Linked DNA regions of Triticum aestivum: region 2 is linked to region 1. The links are chromatin contacts, called in public Hi-C maps. All regions are on one chromosome and are shown on one strand. The core of a region is the stretch at or near the end of the contact, and the rest is flanking DNA. Distances in the headings are between cores, read along the strand shown. Region 1 holds the start of LOC123091439. Region 2 holds the start of LOC123091444.

Region 1 (5,684 bases), core at 1,678-4,177:
AATATGTGTGTAAACCCAGGAGTGCCCTATGTGGGATCCTAAATTCATGAACAGGGACCAAATACTGGTCATTTGAATCTTCAGTTTCAATCCTGTAATAGAGAAGAAAAGGAGAACATGCTTCAGTATTGATGCAGTCAGCCTGTGAAATGTTAGATGCACATGTACTCCACAATGAAAAAAATGTCGAGAGCATGCAAAACAAGATCCAAAGAGATGGAAATAACATACACACTCACCTATTCCCCAATGTTGGAACAAATAGGAGCTCAAACTTCAACATAACTGAAGAAGTTGCTGGACCCTATAATAGACAAAGCTGTCAAATCACACTATATACAAGATATGATTAAATTAAAAAATGAAACTTGATGAAACCCAACCTCATCTTGACTGTTGGGTATGTAGAAAGACACCATAAGTGATAAATAAATATCTTGTCTAGCATATTTAATTCTAAATGGCTGTGTATAGAAGCTGTTGTCAACGTCATCTATTTTCCAAAAGCCACTTGCACGCTTCGCACCAATATCAGTAGCTGCACAATCCACCTAGCACGTCATTATCTATTAGCCAAAAGATTGAAAATTTCAAAGGATACTAGACAAAAAAATGTCCCAGCATGGAAAATCCAGCCTAATATTTTTCTGCACCCTGAATTGATTTTTTTTCTAACAGGCATCGAAATGCTCATTGCAGCACAACAAGCGCGGGAACGACCAAAACTGAACAAATCAAAATTGCCTAAACTAACCAAAGAAAAAAAAGAGGTAAAGTAGTAATGAATTGATTTAATTCAAGATAAAAATAGCAATGAACAGATCATTTTAAGTCAATGCAAAATGGCGAACAGCTGTTGCTTTAACATTACAAACTGGTCTACGTGTTGATCATAGTAAATATAATAATCTCGGCTTGGCGAGGGTCCGGTGACCCGGCGGGGTGGCCGGCGGCGGACGTGGTGGCGGCGCTGCTCCTTGGCGGCGGGGCGGCGTGGTGGTGCTGGGTGGCCGACGTCGCGCCCCCGGCCCAGATCTGGGCCCGGCGGGCCCCATCTGGGTCCTAGTGGGCCGGCCCCTCGGCGTGGCCTCATTGTCTGCGGCACGGTGAGGAGGAGGAGCGGCTCGGATATGGGGCGTCGGCACCGATGGCGTGCCGGCAGCAGCGCGAAGGCGGGAGCTTTACGGGCCCACGAAGGCTCAGCCGGGCCTGGTGTGCTCCTGCTATTGCGTCCGGACGGCTACCGTCGCTGACGGTGGAGGTGGGGCCCTCCCACGTGCCGACGGTGCTGATGCCCTAGTCCCGGCTTTGATTCTTCGCCGCGCTGTCCTCCTCACTTCGCGGTGCCGTGGTGAGACGGCGTGGGGGCCTCATGACCGCATTGGTGCAGGGTGGTGGTTGGTTTGGTGGCTGGATCCGGAGCGCCCGAGGTGCTGGTTGGGATCGGGGGAAACCCCTAACGGCGTGGCCGACACCTCGTCGTCGGTGCCACCTGACCTTCCGGGAGGGCGTCGGGGGCTACCCTTCCTCTCGCCTCGTCGTGTACCGGGGGAAACCCTTGGCAGCAGCGTCGTCATCGTCGCAATCCTTCTTGGAGGTGTTGATAGGTGCCAGCGCTTCAGAGTCTTGGAGCCTAGTGGAAGATCCCGGTGGGCGCAGCGTTCGCGAGGCTTCTTCGTTTTTGTTGATCCGCCGTTGTCGGCATTTGTTTCTTTTGTTCTTTTTCTGTCGTTTCTTTTGGGCGTGACTGTGTTGCTTCCGCCCCAGCACCTATCCTGTATGGTTCGGTTGGTTGCTTTGTATACAAAGCGGGGGGAAACCCTTTTTCGGGAATATAATAATCTGATTACGGTTACCAATACAAGGCAGGATTGAGAACAATCACGCAGAACATACCTTCTCACCCCCCCCCCCCCCCCACACACACACATCCCCTCCACACACACACACACACACACAACAATTGAACATATTTTCTATGATATATGTATCAGGCACAATAAATATTGGAAATGATTCATTTGAACAATCCCAAATCACAATGCCCCACCTAAGTCCTTTAGTTCTTGGCAGATAAATCATCAAGCACGAATTTAGACATTTACTTCCACCCACACAGGATCATGCAAGAAATGTAAAATGAGTACGGAAATTTCTTTTTCCAAGCCATGGGAGATGCAAGAACCTTCGTATTGTGCTACCCTGGCTGGCGACACCGGTGCCCTGCCGTCGTCCTGCTCCCACGCCGCACTAATCTTCATCCGGTACCATCTGCAGGCAGACACAAGCAAATTTCAAAAGAAATAATCAAATTTCACAGCGTCCGCGTGTTGGGAAAAAGGGGCGGAAGTTTGCACCGGATGGTTCTCCGAGAGGAATGGACAGAAGAACAAAATTAGAATGTGAAATTACCAAACAGGGTGCCGGCAAAATACAAAAAAAAAATCGTACCAGATTACAATCAGGGAACCAGCAGTGAAATTCCGCATAGAAATCTTCTTTAATGGATGATGGGCATGCTATATGTATTCTCGAAAAAAAATACGCATATAAATGGTCACAGGAATGAAACATTCATCTGAAGGAAAATCGCATGCCAATCGTATCTCTATCTACCCGACAAAGGCTCAGGAAAATCCACATGGCGCCATTCAAGAATCAAGAAAAGAAGGAGCGCCAATGGAAAGAGGGAAGATGCACACGGCCCTTCTCGTTACCCTTGGTGGTACAAGTCGAGATTGTGGAAGCGGTCAATGTAGATGGCCACCTCGTGCGCCGTCTCCATCGCGCCCCGCGGCGGCCGGAGAAGGATCGGCCGGCGGCTGGCGGCGTCGCGCGCACACCCGCTTCCACTACCAACGCCGGCGAAATCGCCTTTGCCGCTCCCCGCAGACCGCGCCGTGTGTGTGGGGGCCAACCCTTACGCTCTCGGCTCTCCTTCCTTCCTGAGCTTTTATCCCAATTGGGCCGCTACCTCCTCGTTCAGGAGGCCACTTTGAGCCCATCTTTCGGCTCAACACCAGAGAGCCCAGCCCAGCCCACGAACCATTCGGCTTCGTCCTTCTTAAGCCCTGGAGAAACCCCGCCGCCAGCACTAGCCAGCCACCGCCTCCAGCTGCCCGTGGCGCCGCCGCGGCGAGCAACGGCGATGATCACAGCCATGTACAAAGCGCTTCCGCGCCGCGGATACCCCATCCTCGTCCTCCGCCTCCGGGGGCTTCGTGGGCTCAGCTCGCACGCGGGCGGCGGCGAGCGGTGGAGGGGTCAGCCCCAGCAGCAGCAGCAGCAGCAGGAAAGCAAGGAGGTCAAGGTGTCGGTGTGGTGGGACTTCCAAAAGTGCCAGCTTCCGCCCGACGCCAACCCCTGCCGCGTGGCCCCGCGCGTCACGGCCGCGCTGCGCGCCGCCGGCATCCGGGGCCCCGTCGAGATCACCGCCTTCGGCGATGTTTTCGTGCTCCCCCGCCCCGTCCAGGAGGTCCTCGCGGCCACCGGCGTCGCGTTCTCGCACGTCCCCGCCAGTTGCGTCCTCCACCTCCGCCAGCCACCATTTCCTTACTCGCCTACTGTCCTTGTTTAGGTTTTCTATCACACGAATGGGAATGTTATTACCTTATGCCTCAGAATGCATTGCAGAAATGTTCGTGTGTTTTTATGCTGTTGGTCGCCTAGGTTGGATGTAGTTGGGCACAGTGGGGTGTTATTGGATTTGGGTATTTGCAACAAGCTGCATTAATTGGTGCATGAATGCTGAAAAATGAAAGCAGATTCTAGATGATACTACATTTTTTATTTACTGTATATTGATATTTGTGCTAAATGCACCTTGATCATATGCAATATATCATTGTGAGGTATACTATTTTGTCAATGTTTAATAGGAACCGTTACATTTTCTTGTCTTCTTCTTCTTCATAAAAATGTAGAGGTTGCCCATTGGGGTCATCTCAGTTAACCTTTTTTATTAAGTTTTAGAAAAGTTGGGGTCACTAAAACATGAAATGGCCTTTGCAATAATTCATATGTCTGTGTCATGTAAACAAAAACAGCTGTTTGAACAGTCGATTTGTGGTCTTTGGAGAAACTTTACCCAACACTACTGGTAAATAAGTAGATGGACAGTGTAGGGAAGTCTGCTCGCTTGTCTGCTGTTATGGTGTTATAAGGCTATTTTGGTGAGTGCATATTACTGAATTTCAAGTCTCCGCTAGTCTGGGAGTATTTCTAGTCTTCAACTCTTCTTTTGTCGCTTCAAGTTAAATGGGACTCAGTTCTGTTTTTTTTTCTTAATGTTGCATGTAGTATTTACTTATCTTGCGCTAACTGTTTGATCTTATGGTACTAATAATACTGACCTTGTATAGGTGGAAAGGATGGTTCTGACAGATCATTCATTGCTGATCTTGTCTATTGGATTGCTCAGAACCCTCCACCAGCCCATTTCTTCCTTATATCTGGGGATGAACACTTTGCGAATATTCTGCATCGCCTTCGGATGAGCAATTACAACATACTGCTAGCCTGTCCTAACAATGAGCCCAGCATTCTGTGCAGTGCAGCAACAATTATGTGGCCGTGGGAAGCTTTGATTAAAGGGGAGGGGTTTACTCGAAAACATTTTAACCAGCCACCTGATGGTTTGTCCTGTTCTTGGTATGGTAATTACAGGGGAGCTCTTGATGACCCCTTCCAGAAAGCAGAACCAAAGCACTCCGTAAATGTATCATTGCAAACCAAGAAGCCAGAGAAGCCACCTATAACCTCCAAATCTGTGGTCAACGGGCCTGATTATGCCAGGTTTATAGATCCTCTACCAGGTGATAGTCAACCTGCTCTAGTTGGTGAAAAAAGCTTTACGAGAATGAGTTATCAGCAAAGTATTGGGGACAGAAAATGCCTCACTGAGACTAAGAATGAGAAGCCACGATCATCCAATGTCCCATCTTCTCCATCAGATATATTATCTTTAGAGCAACAGAAAATTCCGGTCGGTGATGATCCCTTCCTGCAAGGAGAATTCAACCACTCCATGAATGTACCATTGCAGACCAAGAAACCAGAGGAGACACCTAGAATCCCCAAATCTGTGATCACCTGTATCAGGAGAGCACTAAACTCTTATCCTGAAGGGGTCAATCTCGAAGATCTTCTATCAGAACTTAAAGAGAACAAGTTGTTTATGTATAATGGATTATATGGCTTCAAAAACTTCAGTGCTCTTCTCCAAGCTATGCCTGATTATGTCAAATTTATAGATCCTTTACCAGGTGATAGTCAACCTGTCGTAGTTGGTGAAAAAAGCTTTAATAGATTTCCTTCTGCTCAAAGTAATGGTGAGGTAAAATGCCTCATTGAGACGAAGAATGAGAAGCCACCATCATCTAACATACCATCTTCTCCATCAGATATATTGTCCCCAGAACAAAGGAAAATTCCGATAGTTGATGCTCCATCTTCCCAGAGTGGTTTGTTGTCTAGAGACCAAAGGAAAGCTCCACCCGTAGATTTTATTAAGCCATCTGAACCACCTGCGGGTCATATGGAAGCTGATATGGTGATCACTGCTGCAACTCCCTCCTCGGAGGCTCAAGGTACTACTAGTAAAAAAGGGCTACTTGAAAGGATTCAGATACTATGGACTGGTCCCAAGACCATTAAGCCCTGGTCCATCCATCTCATGATGCTAC
Region 2 (5,684 bases), core at 1,855-4,354, 400 kb before region 1:
CTTCATGACTTATACATGTTCCTGTAACTATGAGATTATGCAACTCCCGTTTACTGGAGGAACACTTTGGGTGCTACCAAACGTCACAACGTAACTGGGTGATTATAAAGGAGTACTACAGGTGTCTCCAAAGGTACATGTTGGGTTGGCGTATTTCGAGATTAGGTTTTGTCACTCCGATTGTCGGAGAGGTATCTCTGGGCCCTCTCGGTAATGCACATCACTATAAGCCTTGCAAGCAATGTAGCTAATGAGTTAGTTACGGAATGATGCATTACGTAACGAGTAAAGAGACTTGCCGGTAATGAGATTGAACTAGGTATTGGATACAGACGATCGAATCTCGGGCAAGTAACATACCGATGACAAAGGGAACAACGTATGTTGTTATGCGGTTTGACTGATAAAGATCTTTGTAGAATATGTAGGATCCAATATGAGCATCCAGGTTCCGCTATTGGTTATTGACCAAGAATAGTTCTAGGTCATGTCTACATAGTTCTCGAACCCGTAGGGTCCGCACGCTTAAGGTTTCAATGACAGTTATATTATGAGTTTATGAGTTTTGATGTACCGAAGGAGTTCAGAGTCCCGGATGAGATCGGGGACATGACGAGGAGTCTCGAAATGGTCGAGACGTAAAGATCGATATATTGGACGACTATATTCGAAGTTCGGAAAGGTTCCGAGTGATTCGGGTATTTTTCGGAGTACCGGAGAGTTACGGGAATTCTCCGGAGAGTATATGGGCCTTATTGGGCCATACGGGAATAGAGGAGAGAGGCCAAAAGGAAGGAGGCCTGCGCCCCCCCTCTGGTCCGAATTGGACAAGGGGCGCAGCCTCCCTTTCCTTCTTCCTCTCCCCCTCTTTCCCCTTCTCCTACTCCAACAAGGGAGATGGAATCCTACTAGGACTAGGGAGTCCTAGTAGGACTCCACACTTGGCGCGCCCCCTCCTAGGGCCGGCCTCCTTCCCCCTTGCTCCTTTATATACGGGGGCAGGGGGGCACCCCATGACACACAAGTTGATCTACGGATCGTTCCTTAGCCGCGTGCGGTGCCCCCCTCCACCATATTCCACTTCGGTCATATCGTCGCAGAGTTTAGGCGAAGCCCTGCGCCGGTAGAGCATCATCATCGTCACCACGCCGTCGTACTGACGGAACTCATCCCCCGACACTTTGCTGGATCGGAGTCCGGGGATCGTCATCGAGCTGAACGTGTGCTGAGCTCGGAGGTGCCGTACGTTCGGTACTTGGATCGGTCGGATCGTGAAGACGTACGACTACATCAACCGCATTGTCATAACGCTTCCGCTTACGGTCTACGAGGGTACGTGGACAATACTCTCCCCTCTCGTTGCTATGCATCACCATGATCTTGCGTGTGCGTAGGAATTTTTTTTGAAATTACTACGTTCCCCAACACATGGGTCATATGATATCTTCTTTTGATGCACGACCATGGCAACATACCTAACCCCAAAAACAACTCTCACATAGACCACGGGTTAGTACAAAAAGCGTAATGGACAATGCTTACCATACCATGAGATCACTTGATGCCGCTTGGTACATCTTCTATGCTTTGTGTGTTGATCAACTTGAATCACTCTTTGTACTTAGTCTTGATCAATCGTGAATCTTTTCAACTCTCTTCATTAAAATGATGTCTTGAAGGTAAACATGAATGTTTGCACAACCTTCTTCTTCAAGACATGCCTACAATAGGCGCAACTCTCACGTGATCAATCTTTGGATAAATCCTTGAATAGAACCTTGGTCAACACATATTTTTCTTCTAATAACGTTGAAACCAACAAATGGTCTTTGAGAAATGCCTATGGAAAAATCGTATGAATATAACTCAAGGCAACCATTAGTCCATAGAGATTGTCATCAATTACCAAAACCAAACATGGGGGCACCACATGTTCTTTCAGTCATTAAGTTTAACAATCTACTTGTCATGGACGTAATGCCGATGTACTGACCATGCCATGAATAACATCATAACTATGCGCTATTTTATCAATTGCCCAACAGTAATTTGTTCACCCAGTGTATCGGTATGTTCTCGAGAGAGATGCCTCCAGTGAAAACTATTGGCCTCCGGTCCATTTAAATCATATTGTTAAAACCCTAAATACCTTGCTGCAATGTATTTACTTTTATTTTACTTCGCAATTTATATATCTCCTACTATTAGATTTAATCCTCACAATTAACGAGTACAAGGGGATTGACAACCCTCTTGTCCGCGTTGGGTGCAAATATTTGCTCTTGTGTGTGTAGGTAATGCTAAAGGTGGTTTAGGTAAATCTCCTATTGATTTGATAAACCTTGATTCTTTATTGAGAGAAATACTTTGTGCTACTATATTACTTCACCATTCCTTTTCGGAAAAATACCAATGTATTTCGCAAGTAGCATCCTCGTGTTTCCTCCCTCTTGTGCGGGCTATCTCATCGGACATATAGGGAGGAAGTATGGGTCCAGCTTCTAGAAGATCTAAATATGTGATTTTCTCATGCTCGTGGGAAAGACATGCTCTGGTGTGGCATAGTATACTCACTAATTTTGATTTAACGAGCCAGCTTCCAGGATCTTTCGTTCCTGCCACACTAGCGCACCTACCAAACTACACGCAACCTAAATGGACGCTTAGTGACTGACACCCAGGACCCAATGTGTCGTGTCCCACCTGCCATCAACAACCAACCAAATTCCACCGGTACAGAACAACATGCAGCGTTCCGCTTCACGCCAACCAGTAGAGCACACTCGTCGGCTGTTGTCCTTGTGCGCCATCCCTCCTCTCTGGGTTGTCCGACCGAACATAGAGGGAGGGGGTGTGGGGCCAGTTTCTAGAAGCTCTAAATATGTAATTTTCTCGTGCTCTAGGAAAGGATATACTCTCGAGTGGCATACTCATTAATTTTGATTTCACAAGTCAACTTTCAGGAGCTTCCGGAACCTTCCGTTACCGCCACACCAACGCACCGGCCAACTTCACGCAGCCGTATGGACGCTGAGTGGCTGACACCTAGGACCCGCTGTGTCGTGCCCCACCGGTCATCGACGGCCCACCGAATTCCACCTGTACAGAACAACACGGCAGCGTTTTGCTTTGAGCCGGCCAGTAGAGCACACTCCTCCTTTTTTTTAAGTCCCCTCCTGTTCGGCACACACCCACGACGACCAGGAGAAAGGGAGAGAGGGGGGGAGAGCTGGACCCTGGAAGGCTGGAGGTGGGAGAGTGTCTGTCAACCCTCCCTCGAGCCCCGGCGATTCCTCCTGCCGCCGCCAGAACCCAATCGTGAGCTCTTCTCCCACCCTTTTCCTTTTCGCAGCAGGGCAATTATTTCCTGTTTTGTGGGAAGAAAAAAAAATCCCCGGCCATTTCTGTTCTTGTTTGTCAGTCCGATACGCTGTCCGTGGTGCCGCCGTGTAGCTAAAAATCCTGGATGAATTCGGAGCTACGTTTAATCTTCCCCTTTGCCCCCGGGAGGAGTCAGACCTGTGCTGGATCTTGCGGCGCAGGTATGATTTGCGGTGTTCCAGGCGATGCAGTTTTGCCCGGAGATTATGCCCTGCACCGCAATCGTGGGCGCGTGCTCGTCCGTGCGAATTGGATGCTTGGTGTGTTGGGTAAATGGGTACTATTCGGTGGTTATTTGATTGGTAGTGTCGGTCAGTGCTTCTTCTGAGCATCACCAGCAGTTCATGTAAAAAAAAACCTAATATGGTTTTACGGGGTGTCCATATAATCTAGGGAAGGTTGACAGGTGAGCTGCTTTTGCAGTTCCGGTAAAAATCTTCCCCTAAAAATGGTATTTGGCGGTGGCGCAGCGGCGACGGCGGGCTCCGAAGGCGGTGGACAGCGGATCGGGTGGTCGGCAGCGTGACGGCGACGGTTTGCGGCGTGACGGCGATGGTCGGTGTCGTCGTCGGTGGGGTGGCAGCGCGACGGATTGCGGTTGCAGCGTGCTGACGTGGCAGTTTTATGGGAATGTTTAGGGGAAGGGCCATCTCCCCCTAGATGGAGGGGGAGTTGGGCTGATTATACGGGGTCCCTTAAAAAACCGCTTTTACAGGAACTGTTGGAGCACTTTTTTTGGGCCCAACTCCCCCAAAAGCAGAATTTTTTACGGGAAAGGGGAACTGTTGGTGATGCTCAGCGATTACCCGCTTAAGCATTGAGTTCCAATTTGCTGTCAATAAGTGCATAGCTCCCTTACGAAATACCATGACACTTGCTAGCACCAGTGATTAGTTGTTAGTTACTACCGCAGTGACAAATCCCTGCAAATGTTATTGTTCGTTCTGGTTGTACTGTATTTTAAGTGTTCCAGAGCTCATTTTAACTGCTTTTGCGATTATTGCCGTTCCAGCCCGGAGATCGGGGTTGCATTTGCACAATGCTAGTATATTCAATATCACATGATGTGCCAGTCGAGTGTGTTCGAGAGTACCTTATCGTATTTTTATTTAGGTGTTCCTGATGAAATTCAACCTCTATCTATTTTGTTCAGCAACATTGAAAAATATACAGCTGTGCAAATATACATTTCCGGCTGGGACTTTAATAATTTCTCCAAACTTACTATGCAGGGTGATATTGAAGTGAAGACATATGACACCTCCTCTACCTTTTGTATGGTATTGACAAGAGGTACAACCACCTGAGTGATCTTTTTGAGAAAATGGAAGGCAGCAACCTACCTACTGGAAACATGATGCAAGGAATTCCTTATAGTAGTTTGAATGTGCACGGTAACTCCATGCAAATGCATGCTTCAAGCTCAGGAAAACAGCTATTCAACCAATCTCAGATGCTAGGGAGTTTTGCAATGCCTATCAACAGGGCTACAGCACGTGATAACCCTGGATTTCAATTTGGAGAACATGAAAAAAAGGATCACCACCAGCACAGTCATTACTCTAAGGACTCCATCAGTGATGAGGAGCATGATATGACCGAGGATGTTACTGATACCCAGAATGACAAAGGCAAGAAGGGTTCAGCATGGCATCGGATGAAGTGGACAGGTTCCATGGTTAAACTTTTGATTACCGCAGCATCCTACACGGGGGAGGATCCTGGGGCGGATCAAGGCGGAAGGAGGAACATTGCAATAGTGCAGAAGAAGGGCAAATGGAAAGCAATATCAAAGGTCATGGGCGAAAGAGGCTGCAGTGTGTCACCACAGCAGTGCGAGGATAAGTTCAATGATCTCAACAAGAGATATAAAAGGCTTACAGATATCCTTGGTCGTGGTACTGCTTGCAATGTTGTGGAAAATCCAGCACTTCTTGATAGCATGCATCATCTTTCTGATAAGATGAAAGAAGATGCAAGGAAGATATTGAACTCTAAGCACTTATTCTATGAGCAGATGTGTTCATATCATAACAACAACCGTGTCAATTTACCTGAAGATCTCGCACTTCAGCACTCACTACAGGTTGCTCTTAGATGTAAAGAGGAGCATGATCTGAGGAGGGATGCAAGTGCAGATCCTGAAGAGGGTGAGCAGAGTGCAGATTCTGATTACGAGGAGCATGACGAAGAGCATCAAACAGTTCATACCAACTTGAGGGATTCTTACATGAATAAAAGAATGTGTCGTGCGGTGGATCATGGTGATGTGGGTTTTGTCACCTCAAGCTCAAACGGTGTTA

The links. A called contact is a pair of places that touch in the nucleus more often than the background predicts.
Region 2: a contact with region 1 is called in a Hi-C map of leaf, with 6 times the contacts expected there. The contact joins the promoter of LOC123091444 here to the promoter of LOC123091439 in region 1. A contact is called at or near these places in 2 of 5 Hi-C or Micro-C datasets (both in leaf).

Annotation. Positions count from the first base shown.
Region 1 is chr4B:129,328,262-129,333,945 of IWGSC CS RefSeq v2.1, reverse strand. LOC123091439 reads right to left here and starts at 2,927. Exons shown (of 14, transcript XM_044512944.1): 1 at 2,718-2,927; 2 at 2,186-2,271; 3 at 384-538; 4 at 240-304; 5 at 1-92. The coding sequence starts at 2,785. It overlaps LOC123091438, which reads left to right and starts at 3,080. Exons shown (of 4, transcript XM_044512943.1): 1 at 3,080-3,518; 2 at 4,362-5,588. The coding sequence starts at 3,149.
Region 2 is chr4B:129,731,096-129,736,779 of IWGSC CS RefSeq v2.1, reverse strand. It overlaps LOC123091444, which reads left to right and starts at 3,104. Exons shown (of 3, transcript XM_044512952.1): 1 at 3,104-3,318; 2 at 4,614-5,684. The coding sequence starts at 4,706.